3 separate regions of the Mus musculus genome follow, and all the other regions are linked to region 2. A link is a contact called in public HiChIP or PLAC-seq and promoter capture Hi-C data. All regions are on one chromosome and are shown on one strand. The core of a region is the stretch at or near the end of the contact, and the rest is flanking DNA. Distances in the headings are between cores, read along the strand shown.

The links. HiChIP or PLAC-seq counts read pairs in DNA pulled down with a chosen protein or histone mark. Capture Hi-C pulls out chosen DNA fragments and counts their contacts.
Region 1: an H3K27ac HiChIP or PLAC-seq map of extraembryonic endoderm stem cells shows a contact between it and region 2, with 3 times the contacts expected there. The contact joins the promoter of Eva1b here to the promoter of Ncdn in region 2. A contact is called at or near these places in 1 of 115 datasets of contacts at active chromatin or transcription factors (extraembryonic endoderm stem cells) and 1 of 9 other capture datasets (liver).
Region 3: a contact with region 2 is called in a promoter capture Hi-C map of pancreatic islet. The contact joins the promoter of Gjb3 here to the promoter of Ncdn in region 2. A contact is called at or near these places in 1 of 39 promoter capture datasets (neural stem cells), 2 of 484 Hi-C or Micro-C datasets (both in embryonic stem cells), 2 of 115 datasets of contacts at active chromatin or transcription factors (embryonic forebrain and large pre-B cells) and 1 of 9 other capture datasets (pancreatic islet).

What each region holds. Positions count from the first base shown.
Region 1 is chr4:126,146,137-126,149,566 of GRCm38.p6, reverse strand. It overlaps Eva1b (eva-1 homolog B (C. elegans)), which reads right to left and starts at 1,564. Exons shown (of 3, transcript NM_172145.3): 1 at 936-1,564; 2 at 522-616; 3 at 1-331. The coding sequence starts at 588.
Region 2 is chr4:126,751,096-126,754,815 of GRCm38.p6, reverse strand. It overlaps Ncdn (neurochondrin), which reads left to right and starts at 1,387. Exons shown (of 7, transcript NM_011986.4): 1 at 1,387-1,845; 2 at 2,735-2,875. The coding sequence starts at 1,813. AU040320 (expressed sequence AU040320) reads right to left here and starts at 1,046. Exons shown (of 21, transcript NM_133886.2): 1 at 821-1,046.
Region 3 is chr4:127,328,689-127,332,294 of GRCm38.p6, reverse strand. It overlaps Gjb3 (gap junction protein, beta 3), which reads left to right and starts at 1,459. Exons shown (of 2, transcript NM_001160012.1): 1 at 1,459-1,793. Gm40251 (a long non-coding RNA gene) reads right to left here and starts at 2,932. Exons shown (of 4, transcript XR_868156.3): 1 at 2,160-2,932; 2 at 304-407.

The DNA of each region.
Region 1 (3,430 bases), core at 315-2,814, 610 kb after region 2:
AGGATTCGTTCACGCTCCTCCAGCCGCTGTGCCCGCTCTAGCTCCTCTGCTGACGTGAAGACATTGACACTAAGGGGCCCGTCGGGCTCTGTGGACAGCTCCTGGCCCTGCAGCGTGTCATCGGGACCCAGCCTCGTCATGGTGTCCTCATCTTCCTCATCGTCCTCGTCTTCCGGCTCTAGGGTGCTGCTCCGGGGGTCCCGGCGCGGAGCAGGGGTCCGGGGTCGCGAGCGAGGCGCGCAGGAGATGCTGATGACCAGCAGGCATAGGGTCAGCAGCAGGCCGAAGCAGACGCCAAGCACGAAGTAGAGGCCGAAGCTCTCGGGGTTAGCTAGGGAGCAGGGAGCGGAGGTCACAGGGGGCCCTGACAGGCTGGAGTCGTCCCATCTGGGAGAGATCCAGGGTCTAGCTAGGCTTGGGGCAAGGAACGGAAGGGCTGCAAGGACAGGGTGAGCAGCTAGGAGTGGAGGGCTGCCTGGGTTATGATGGACGGGCTCCGTGCCCCCAGGCCTGGCCCTCACCTCTGATGTGCGCATAGGCTGCCAGGCTGTTGCTGAGTAGCTCCATGTCCCTTCTTGGGGCATCCATGCTGCTGGGATGCAGCTCGCCTGTCAGCCTGCGAGGTCACCCAGGTCAGGTCTTCCAGAGCCCAAGGCGCTCGCTCCTCGCGTAGCTCCTCCACCCTGGGGTGGTGGTGGGGCGAGGGAGCGGTTCGCCTCACTGGATCGCAGATCTGGACTCTGCTAGTCCTTGTTCCCCCGCAGACGCCTCTCCATCCCCGGGAGCGGCGGAGAGGGCGCACACGCTCCGCCCCCTCGTGGGGTCCCCAGGCGAGGCCCAGCGCACGGAAGGGCGAGGCGGTGCCTCGGGCTCCCCTTCCACCTCCCTCCTGCACCCCTCCACCCGCGGGGCCTCGGCCGGCCCGGCTCGCTCACCCGTCAGCGTCCCGCAGCCTCGCCCCGGCAGTGGCGTCTCCCCGGTGGCCGCATACACCCAGGCCGGGCCGCCCCGTCCGCCTTACCAGGTTCGCACGGCGGTGCGGCCGGACACCGCGACGGACCAGCCGGCGGAAAGTTTCCTCCGAGGAAAGAGGAGGGACGGGGCGGGGCGGGGAGGAGAGGCGGGGAGGAAGAGCGCCTGGAGGAAGGGGAGAGGGGGCGGCCCCTGCTCCCCTACAGGAAGCCGCTGGGGAGGGCGCTCACAGGGTCCGCCCCCGCCAGTACTAACAACAACATTAGTTACTAAACATCCCTAAGGCCTGGAGCCCCTGGCGGCAGGTTACCTCCCCTCCCGCTTCCCGTAGACATCCCTTCATTTAAGCCAGCCAACCCTGGAATGTGGCTACCATTAAATCTCCAATTTGCAAATGAAGTAAACTGAGTCAAAGATCTTGAAGACCTTTGCCACACGGTCAGGATTTGAACCCACAACGCTCTTACTCTAGCGCGCAGGCTCCAAACTACTTTCCTGTGCCTGGCTCCTCCTGGGATGAGGCGGGTCCAAACCCCTTCATCCTTCCAGACCTTCCTAGACCTAGTAGAGGCAGCCGGCACCCCCGCGTCCTTATTGGTTTTCCTCGGAGAAGGGATCTCTCAGCCCCTCCTCCCAGTGCCCTGGCTGAGTGTGTCCAGCTGCTGTGGTCACCCAAGGTTAATGATTGTCGGACTCGGCGGTGAGCCAGGTCCCAGCATATTGCAGACCCCAGCGGGGGCCTCGGCGCTAGGGAACAGCCTCGCTTGCTTTGCTAGCCGGACCTGCCCAGAGTCACACGTGTGCTTCCACCTGGGCTCAAGGCTGGGACCGAAGTGCGCTGGGGGGGATCTGCAGCTGGCCTCTTCTTTCTGCTTACTCTCCTGGCCAACCCCCTTCCCCTCCCTACGCTGGAGCTGGGGTGAGGGGGAGGCCTTCTTGGCGGGAATCTTGGGAAGGAGGAGGGAAAGAATGGCCAGAGGAAATTGCAGGCATAGCTGTAGGCGCTGCCTGAAGCCTGGAGGCCATTAACCCCTTCCCTGTTCAAGCTGCAGACCCCGACTCCTCCAAGCCCGCCTGGGTTCAAGTAGGGGTCAAGAGGAGATGGAGAAAGGACCAAGCTGGCTCAGACCTGGGTATTTTTGTGTTTAGTCTGCTTTGTAAGCATGCGTTGGCCCATGCGTACTTACCTATTTGCATATAATGCTGCCTCAGCATTTTAGTGTGGCATAAGTTCCAGGACAGCCAGGGCTATACAGAGAAACCCTGTCTCGAAAACCCAAAAAAAAAAAAAAAAAAAAAAAAAAAGGAATTGCAGAGGTCAGAGGTTACAAGCCCTCAGGAGGCAGGCATCTTCAAAGGGGCTGTGAGGTGTCATGAAGGTAGTGGAATGCATTAATGTGATGGAGAACATCTTGAGTAACTCTCACAGAGACGCCCCAGGTAAGAGCTCAGTCCTGAGGAGAGGGCAGCCATGCCAGGATCTCGGGGAGCCTGTCTAAGGCAGGATCAAAGGGTAGGATGGGAGCATGAGTGGAGTTTCTGGCATGCAGAGACGGAGCTAGCATGAGAGGTTCGAGGGGAAAGTAACTGATCGGAGACCACACAGGATTTGCAGATCACTCAGGAGCTTGGATTTCATTGGAAGTGAAGTGATAACCCCTGGAGGCTTAAGTTAGAGAGTGTCAGTCCCCACGCCACACATTGGAAAGACTCCTGAAGCTGCTCAAGATAGGCTTGGCCACAGCAGGGCAAGAGTGGAAGCAGAGGGCAGGGCGTGGTGGCGCACGCCTTTGAATCCCAGAACTTGGGAGGCAGAGGCAGGCGGATTTCTGAGTTGGAGGCCAGCCTGGTCTACAAAAAAATCTCAGAAAATTCACCATGTACCATGTAGACCCAAATCCCTTCCTGTCTCCAAAAAACAAAACAAAAAAACAAAACGAACAAACAGTAGAAGCAGAGAGAACAGTGTTGCAAATATTCAGGAAAGGAGTGGTCTGGGTGGTGGTGATGGTGGTGAAGAAGGAGGAGGAGGAGTTGGTAGTCTGAAGGGAGTTGCTGTGTGGACATAGTTTTGAGTGAAGATAGTTTTCGAGGCAGGCAAGACAAGATGAGATTAGCATCCTGGAAATAGGTGGGTCACCCAGTTCCAGAGAACAGGGAGAAGGGAGTCTGTCTAAAGCCTCAGCCCCTGAACCCATACATTAAGGGGTCTCCTCTACAGCAGACCAGCAAGATGAGAGGAAAACCAGGCAGGAGCAAGGATGGGACCCTCTGGGTTCTAGCAGGCAACATTTCAACATCATCAGTGATGCCTGTGGGTGAACATGGCCAGCCCTGTCCCTCCAAGGCATGTGTGGCTTAAACACATACAGAATAACTAGTACTGGGAATGTGTTGACAAACATGGCCTGCCAGCCACTTACATATTAGTGTGTGCTGCGGTTTAGCTTGTACAACT
Region 2 (3,720 bases), core at 138-2,637:
ATAAAGCTTTAAGAAAGAAAGAAAGAAAGAAAGAAAGAAAAAAGTCCTAGATGTTTGAGAAAGTTACAGAACAGACTGCATGAATAGCTTTGCTTATATTTGCAAACACTGTTTTCCAAATAGCTGGAAAAATGAACAGATTGTTCTAGGAGGTCGTCTTTCCAATTTGTTCCTAGTTTCCAGTCTGTTAATCACAAGATAGCACAAGGAGAGTCAGCTAAGGAGCTTTAACAGCTTCTATTGTCAGTTGGGCACAACCACCGTGAGATGAGACCAGGCAAAGCATTCCTGGAACCCCGCCTGAGGTCTTCTACTTTGACTTCCTTCAGTTCGCTTTTTGTGCTCACTGCAGCCACCGCAGGACCCTCTAAGGGGCATAATTGTCAAAATTCTCAAGGAGGAAGGTTTTCGCCAACGAGCCCAGCCCCGCCCCCTTTATTCTGTATCAACTTTTTTTTTTCCCTTTTCTTTTCTTTTAATCTCGATGGGAAGATCATCAAACACCAGAGACAGCAACTCGGGACGAGGCTGCAGAGGTCGAGAGTATCATAAGGACCGCAGTGCCTCAGCCTGGTCTGCCCATATGTCAGGGAATAGAGGGAGCTGCCTGACCAGGCCTGAGTCCCAAAGCGGAGGGGTTCAGATTGGGACTCTGGCACCTGCAAGGCTAGAAGCAGCAGATTTGTCCTGTCCCAGCCAGGAGCGCCATCTCCGGGTCCCAACGCCGGACCAGCGTACCCGAGGCATCGCCCGTCCCGCCTCTGCCCCTCCCCTGAGCTCCTGGTCCTCGGCCTGGCAGTCAGCCGCCCCGGCCACCTACCGGGGCTCAGGGCCACATAGAGGGGTGCCGGCTCTCGGCGGCCTCCGCCTCCTCCCGATCCATGGGCTCGGGGACCCCCAACCTTCTCTCCCCTCACGCAGAGGAGGAAGAAGGAAGTGCTGGCTCCCCACCCGGACAGCTCCCTCTTGCCTCAGCCTCCCTGGACAGCGACCGCGGCCGGAAACGCCGCCTCCTTCCCACCTCCCGGGGCTCAACCCGGAAACATACTCTTCACGCTGAGCCAGTCCTCCTGCCCCCACCCTCCGGAAGCGCAATTCCAGCCGCGAGCCCAAAAGTGGGAGGAGGGGCGGCGCTGAGGGGAGAGCTACGCACAAGCGAGGACGTCCGGGCCCTCAGCCTTTGGCCGCGAGCCCTTGCGGGGCGGCCCGCACCTTTCCTCCTTAGCTCGAGCACTCAGGCCCCAGACTCGGGCAATTGCCCACAAGCAAGATGGCCGCACCGGAGGCGCCCCCCTACTGCTTAGCGCCCTGCTGTGCCATTGGTCAGAGTGCGGAGTGAGCCCAGCGCCGATTGGTCGAGAGCGATGCGGGGGTGGGGGTGGAGCTGTAGCAGCCTGGAGCCAAGAGTGGGCAACGCGGCGTGAGCAGCAGCCCCAGGCTCCCGGAGCATCGCGCCCGGAGAAAGACTTCGCCGCTCGGGGCCGCAGCCTGGTGAGCTCAGCCCCCTTCAAGCCCTCCCCTGCATCTCAGCCGGAGCCTCTCCGAACCGGCGCTGATCGATGCCGAGACTCCCCAGGGACCCTATCGCGACTCCATCGTGCCATATCTCGACATCACCGTACCCTGTCGAGACTCCATTTTGTCACAACCCCTTTCAGTATTTATCTATCTACCTATATATTTTTTTAAATTTGCCCTATCATATTTGGGGGCTGTCCCCTTCATGTCGTGATTTCGCTGTGATCTCTCCGTGACATCACCGCGCCATCGTGAAGTGTGATCTCATCGCTGCCCTGTCGTTCGACTTCATCAATGTCGTGTTGTGACCTGGCTGCGGCGGGACAGGTGGTGACCGCCAGGATCCCTTCTCCCCTTCTCATCTCTCCATCACTGCAGCCCCGCTTCGATTATCCGGCTTTTGGATTCTGTTATCCTGAGAGCCACCCGACCCCTCTTTCCTTCTCCAGCCAGTGCCGGCACCCACAGGCTGTTAGCGGGACGGACAGGGAGAGTACAGGGAGCACAAGGGGTTAATGTTGCTGCTGCTGCAGCAGCAGCTGCAGCTCCTGCTCTTGCAGCCTCTGCAGCCTCTGCAGCCTCTGCCCGAGGGAGGGAAAGAAGAGAAGGCAAGGAGGCTGCGGGGGCGATTAAGAGCCCTGGCTGGAGGGGTGGGTCCACAGGGGAGTCTTCAAAGCCTTCTCTGGAGAGCTTGCCTTCTCACTCCTGCTGAAGCCAGTCTACTTTCTCTGAAGAAGGGAGGGGAAAGGAACCCTAGAATGTCCTTTTCTTCCTTGTCGGCGTGAGTCCGGATAATCGAACTTGACCCGTGTCTGTCTGCATTCCTCCCTGTCTGTCCTCACCGCTCACTCCTCGTGTGCCTCCTGGAGAGAGATAAAACCCGGTGTCTGGTGCCAGGGGCTGCTGAGCAGTTGGGCCAGCTCCTTCCCACTTCTAGACTGGTGAGGAAAGCTGTCCAGCTGAGCAGCGGCATGCATGGTCCTCATATCCCACTTTTCTGGAGGTGACCTTGGACCAGGGTCCCTTCTTCATCCTAAAGAATTTGTAGGTCCAGCCTCTTAAAGGGGCTCCCCCAAGGGAGGTCAGTCATGAGGAAGCCACCCTTCCAAATCCACCCCCCCTCCCTCTGTGCTAATCCCTCCCTACATCCTCCACTTCCACCCCCGCCCCCGCCCCTCCTCTGCAGAGGGATGCTCAGTCCCTCTTGTGTTCACAGTTGGGCAAGGCGGGCATCATGGCCTCGGATTGTGAGCCAGCTCTGAACCAGGCAGAGAGCCGAAACCCCACCCTGGAGCGCTACCTGGGAGCCCTCCGTGAGGCCAAGAATGACAGCGAGCAGTTTGCAGCCCTGCTGCTAGTAAGGACCTGGAAGGTGGGAGGGCTGGTCAGGAGGGCCCCCAAAGAATGGGGTCAGCAAGTCTCCAGGGGTATCTAAGTGGTATTGGCAACCCGGAGGTACCAAAAAAGGCCTGAGACCTCTACCTTTGTACTCTGTTCTCTTGAGAATGGGGGAAGGGGAGAAGAGGGGTGAATAAGACTGTGGCATGGGACCACGGAGGAGGCTGCCTGGATTTGCTTTTTGGGGCGTCCCGGAGCAGATGGGAGCTGACTCATAGGGTAACAGCAGCAGGTTGTAACTAGTGCAGAGTACTTGTGGGCCGGGGTAGCTTTTCCTCGACCTGAGAGAGTAACAGGATGGGGAGTAACTAGCAAGAGGTTCTGAGAGATGACCAGAGTGATGATCAGTATGTCAAAAGTAAAGGGTCTTAGTCTGCTAGAGGAACCCAAGCTGGGGACAGCAAAGCAGGAGCTGCAGTGCTTGGGGTGGGAGGGGGGGGATGAGTTGGTGTGTGGGGGGTGAAGGGAGGAGGGAGTGCAGCAGTTGCTTGTTTGCCATGGCAACAGGGAGAAGGCTCTGGAGTCAAGGGCTCACACTGCAGCAGAGGAGGTGTTTAGGCGAAACGTAAGGGGAAATGTTTTGACATGCGGAGCAACGAGACACAGGAGCCATTTCCCGTGAGAAGGTGTCGGAAATGGATCAGAGACTTCTCTGGAGAGAAGTCCTTAGGGAAGGACCCTGAATCCTTAGAGGATTTGAGTTCTGAAGCCCCTTGCCTCCCAGGTCTTAGGCATATGGATTAATGGATTAGAGACCAGGAGGCACTCCTCAGCTGGCCAGGTGATGACCGTTTGCCCAGATGT
Region 3 (3,606 bases), core at 210-2,709, 580 kb before region 2:
CGTGGTTGCACAATCTAGTGTTTGTTAGTGCCAGCCGTGAACACAGGAGCATGTCAGTGAATGGGTGGTAGGGCCCTAGGATTGGGTGAGCTCACCTGGGACAGGAGATGCTGGGCCTGGCCCAGAGCACCCACAGTACAGGCCTGATGGAAGGTATCCCAGGGACCAGGAAATGAGATGGGTGTCAAGGAAGCTGGGGGTGGAAGGTGCTTCAAGAAGAAAGGCGGGACTCTGTGACAGCTGTTTCAGGAGGTCACGGATTTATTACTGTGTGGGATTTAGCATCGTGGAGATCAGAGTTACCTTGACAAGGCTTTTCTTGTAGCACAGCAGGGACAGAAATCTTCTGGTGGGTTGAAGCATGAGTGGGAGGTGAGGAAATGGGACCAGGCATTTTGCTCTGAAGTCTAGGGAAATAATTGAGAATGAGCAGCAGGTGGCAGGGTCAGGGTCCCCCAATCCCATCACCCAGGCACATTAGCAGAGTCATCCAGAAAAAAAAAAAAAAAAAAAAAAAACAACAACAACAAAACTGGCACTGCCCAGCCATAGTGCTGATAATTGCTCTGCCCATAGCAAGCACAAGGTAGCCTCTGCCACAGGGCTTTGCCGTAGCCAATGCCAACGTCACTGAGGTCCCTGGAGTTGGCTCTGTTACTTCTATGTGTCCCTGGGTTTATCTCGGGGCCTCTCCTTTTCTCTTTTCAATGTAGATCAGAGATCTTTCCTTTGCGTGCTGTATGAATGATATGCAGCTCCTAAGAGAAGCAACCTTGTCTCAGGCGCTCCGCTCAGGCGAACGGGAATCCTTCTGGGTAGTAGGAGACAGTAACAGAGCCTCCTAATGTAGGCTGCCTTTTGTAGATCAGAAGCCCGCATCAATGGATATCGTCCCAGCAAGTGGAATGAATGGTTACCAGGGTCGGGCATCAGTCATCTCTGTCTAGACAGTGAAGCCTCGGGCAAGGTTGTGAGTAAGATCTGGGGATCCCAGGGAAACCCTGGATTTCCGTTCCTGGGGCGATAGGGCTTTTAGGATCTCAGTCCTGGCCCACGAATAAGACTGAACATCTTAGTCTCCAGAGCCCCTCAAGCGCAGGTCTCCCACCCTTCACAAGCTGGGCCTCCCACCCTGCTTCACACTCCTTTGGGCAGACTGGGTCATCTAAAATCTCTCCAAACACCATCCTTGCCCCTGAGATTTCTTTTCCTGGTTGTGTCCCTTCCGGTGGCCAGCACAGTGTGAGCCCCGAAAGACTGTCTCAAAGATACACTGCCTCCCTGGAAAATGCCATCAGGGATGCAAACAGGGCGGGAGGGGGGCCCCCAAGAGCGTACGAAAACTTTGAAACTTTGCAGCAGGCTGGGATCCAAATGGGCAGGGCGCAGACGGGGTATCCGTGGTAACCAGCGTAGGCGTGTCATTTATTGCCATCCCTACTGCCACGGCACTTAACAGTTTGCAAGGTGTTTCACACCCTAATGTCATTGCAGTCCTTGCAACAGCCCTGCCAGTGGCCACCAATGCCCCCATTCCACAGGCGAGCACGCGGAGCCTCCGCAAAGGAGCCTGCTGTTCCCTAGTCAGCGCAGCTGCTCCTGGATTAGAACTTGCATCCCTGAGGCGACTCCGGGCTCCTCCCCGGCCGCCCCTCCTCCACGCTGCCTCTGGCTGTGCTGGCCAGGAGCCTCACCGAGGCCACAGAGCTCGGCTTGGCTCCCGCCTCGTTCCTCCTCTGCTGTGGGTCTTGGGCACGTGGAGCCAGGCTCCCACGGTGGCGGCGCCGCTGACTGTAAGTACCGGGAAGGGGCGACAATCCAAGGCAGCTGAGAACCCCTCTCTATGGGGATCCCCTGGGGGGCTGGACTGGGGCCTGCCCACGCGCCCAGCATGGAGATTTAATGCTGCAGAAGCGCAGGGAAGGAGCACCCTAACCCAAAGCTCTGCTCCCCGCCCCCACTCCCACTTCCACCCCACACACTCATACATACACCAGCATTCTGGAGCAGGTGGCGGTTCCGGACACTGGAAGGTTCACAGAAGGGGACATACACACCCGCACGCGCGCGCGCGCGCGCGCGAGTCACAGGTTCACAAAGCTCCCAAACTGTCTAGAAAGGAAGGAAACGGGGCCCGGGGCCCAAGAGGGGAGCTATACCTTTGGGGCCAGCCACAGTGCTGCGGGGTAGAAAGAGATGGAGCGGTTGGGTCCCGCAGCTGGATAAAAACTGGATTAAAAAAATAGTAATAATCGTTCTAGTAGCTGGAAACGGGAGTTGGGGGGCAACAGGGGATCCAGAACCGGCTCTGCCAGTCCTCAGCACGGGCTAGGCGAGAAATTCTTTTCAGGTGAGTCTGTCTCGGGGTGTGTCTTAGAAGGGACTAGGTAGCCTGCACCAAAATGGGGAGCCCCAGACGTGGCATCCTTAGGGGGTACCGGGTGGAAGGAACTCCTCCTCCCCTTCACTCTCCTTGAGCACTCCCAGGAAGAGCCGGCTGGGGAGGGAACAGTCGAAGATTCTTGCAGTAATCCAAGATAAGAGATAAGGAACAGGGTTAGCGACATTACAGAATTCTCTTGGATTTCTCCCAGCTAGTAAACGCAGTCCTGGCATTTCCTGGGGGGTCAGAATCCAGGTGCTAATCTTTGGCCCTCCCTGGAAGGTTTAAAAGTAAGTGCCAGGACCAAACCCATAAGGGTCTTCACGCTCTAGGGCTTCCCAGATACCCCCATCTAGTCGAGAACTGAGATTCTCAAAAGACAGACCCTGTGGAGGGCAGCAATACTGCCATCTAATTCCTGGCTCGGTTGGTCCTCTGCCGTTCTGCCCAGCCCTCCCACAGCCTCTCTGAGAACTCCACTCTCAAGCTCTGAATTGAGTGTGCAAATCCAGTGCCTACTGAATGAACACTGAGTGATACCAAACTTGAAGCAGCCAGCCAGTCAAGTAGGCATGTTAATTGGACAGGCAGATGATAAATGGGAACAAAAACAAACAAACAAAAGACCAAGGTTTAAATTGCAAATTGAGTTTGAGGGCTACTAAAACCAAGGGAAACAGGAACAGACTGACCAGGGCGGGTTCAGACTCGAAGTAATTTGAGAACAGACCCTAAGGGGATATTGGAACAGAGATGCCTCCTTAATGAGTAGGGTAGAAAGGAAGAGCATTCCAGGCGGGAGGAATCAAGGCCAGGTCTGAGCAGAGAGAGGCAAGGTAAGAGTATGTGTGTGTCAGGGGGCTGGGGAATGCCGGGACTATAGACTTGGGTTTGGAGGTAAGAACTAGTAACAAGTTTTTTGGGTTTTTTTTTTTTTTTAGATTTATTTATTATATGTAAGTACACTGTAGCTGTCTTCAGACACTCCAGAAGAGGGCTCCAGATCTCCTTACGGATGGTTGTGAGCCACCACGTGGTTGCTAGTATTCGAACTCAGGACCTTCGGAAGAGCAGTCAGCGCTCTTAACCACCAAGCCATCTTTCCAGCCCCTAGTAACAAGTTTTAAGAAGGGAGGGATGTAACCATGATTTCATGAGCTACAGAGTGCAGAGAATATCTCAAAGGCCTATGAAGGACCGAGGCGGGAAGATGGACAAGGATA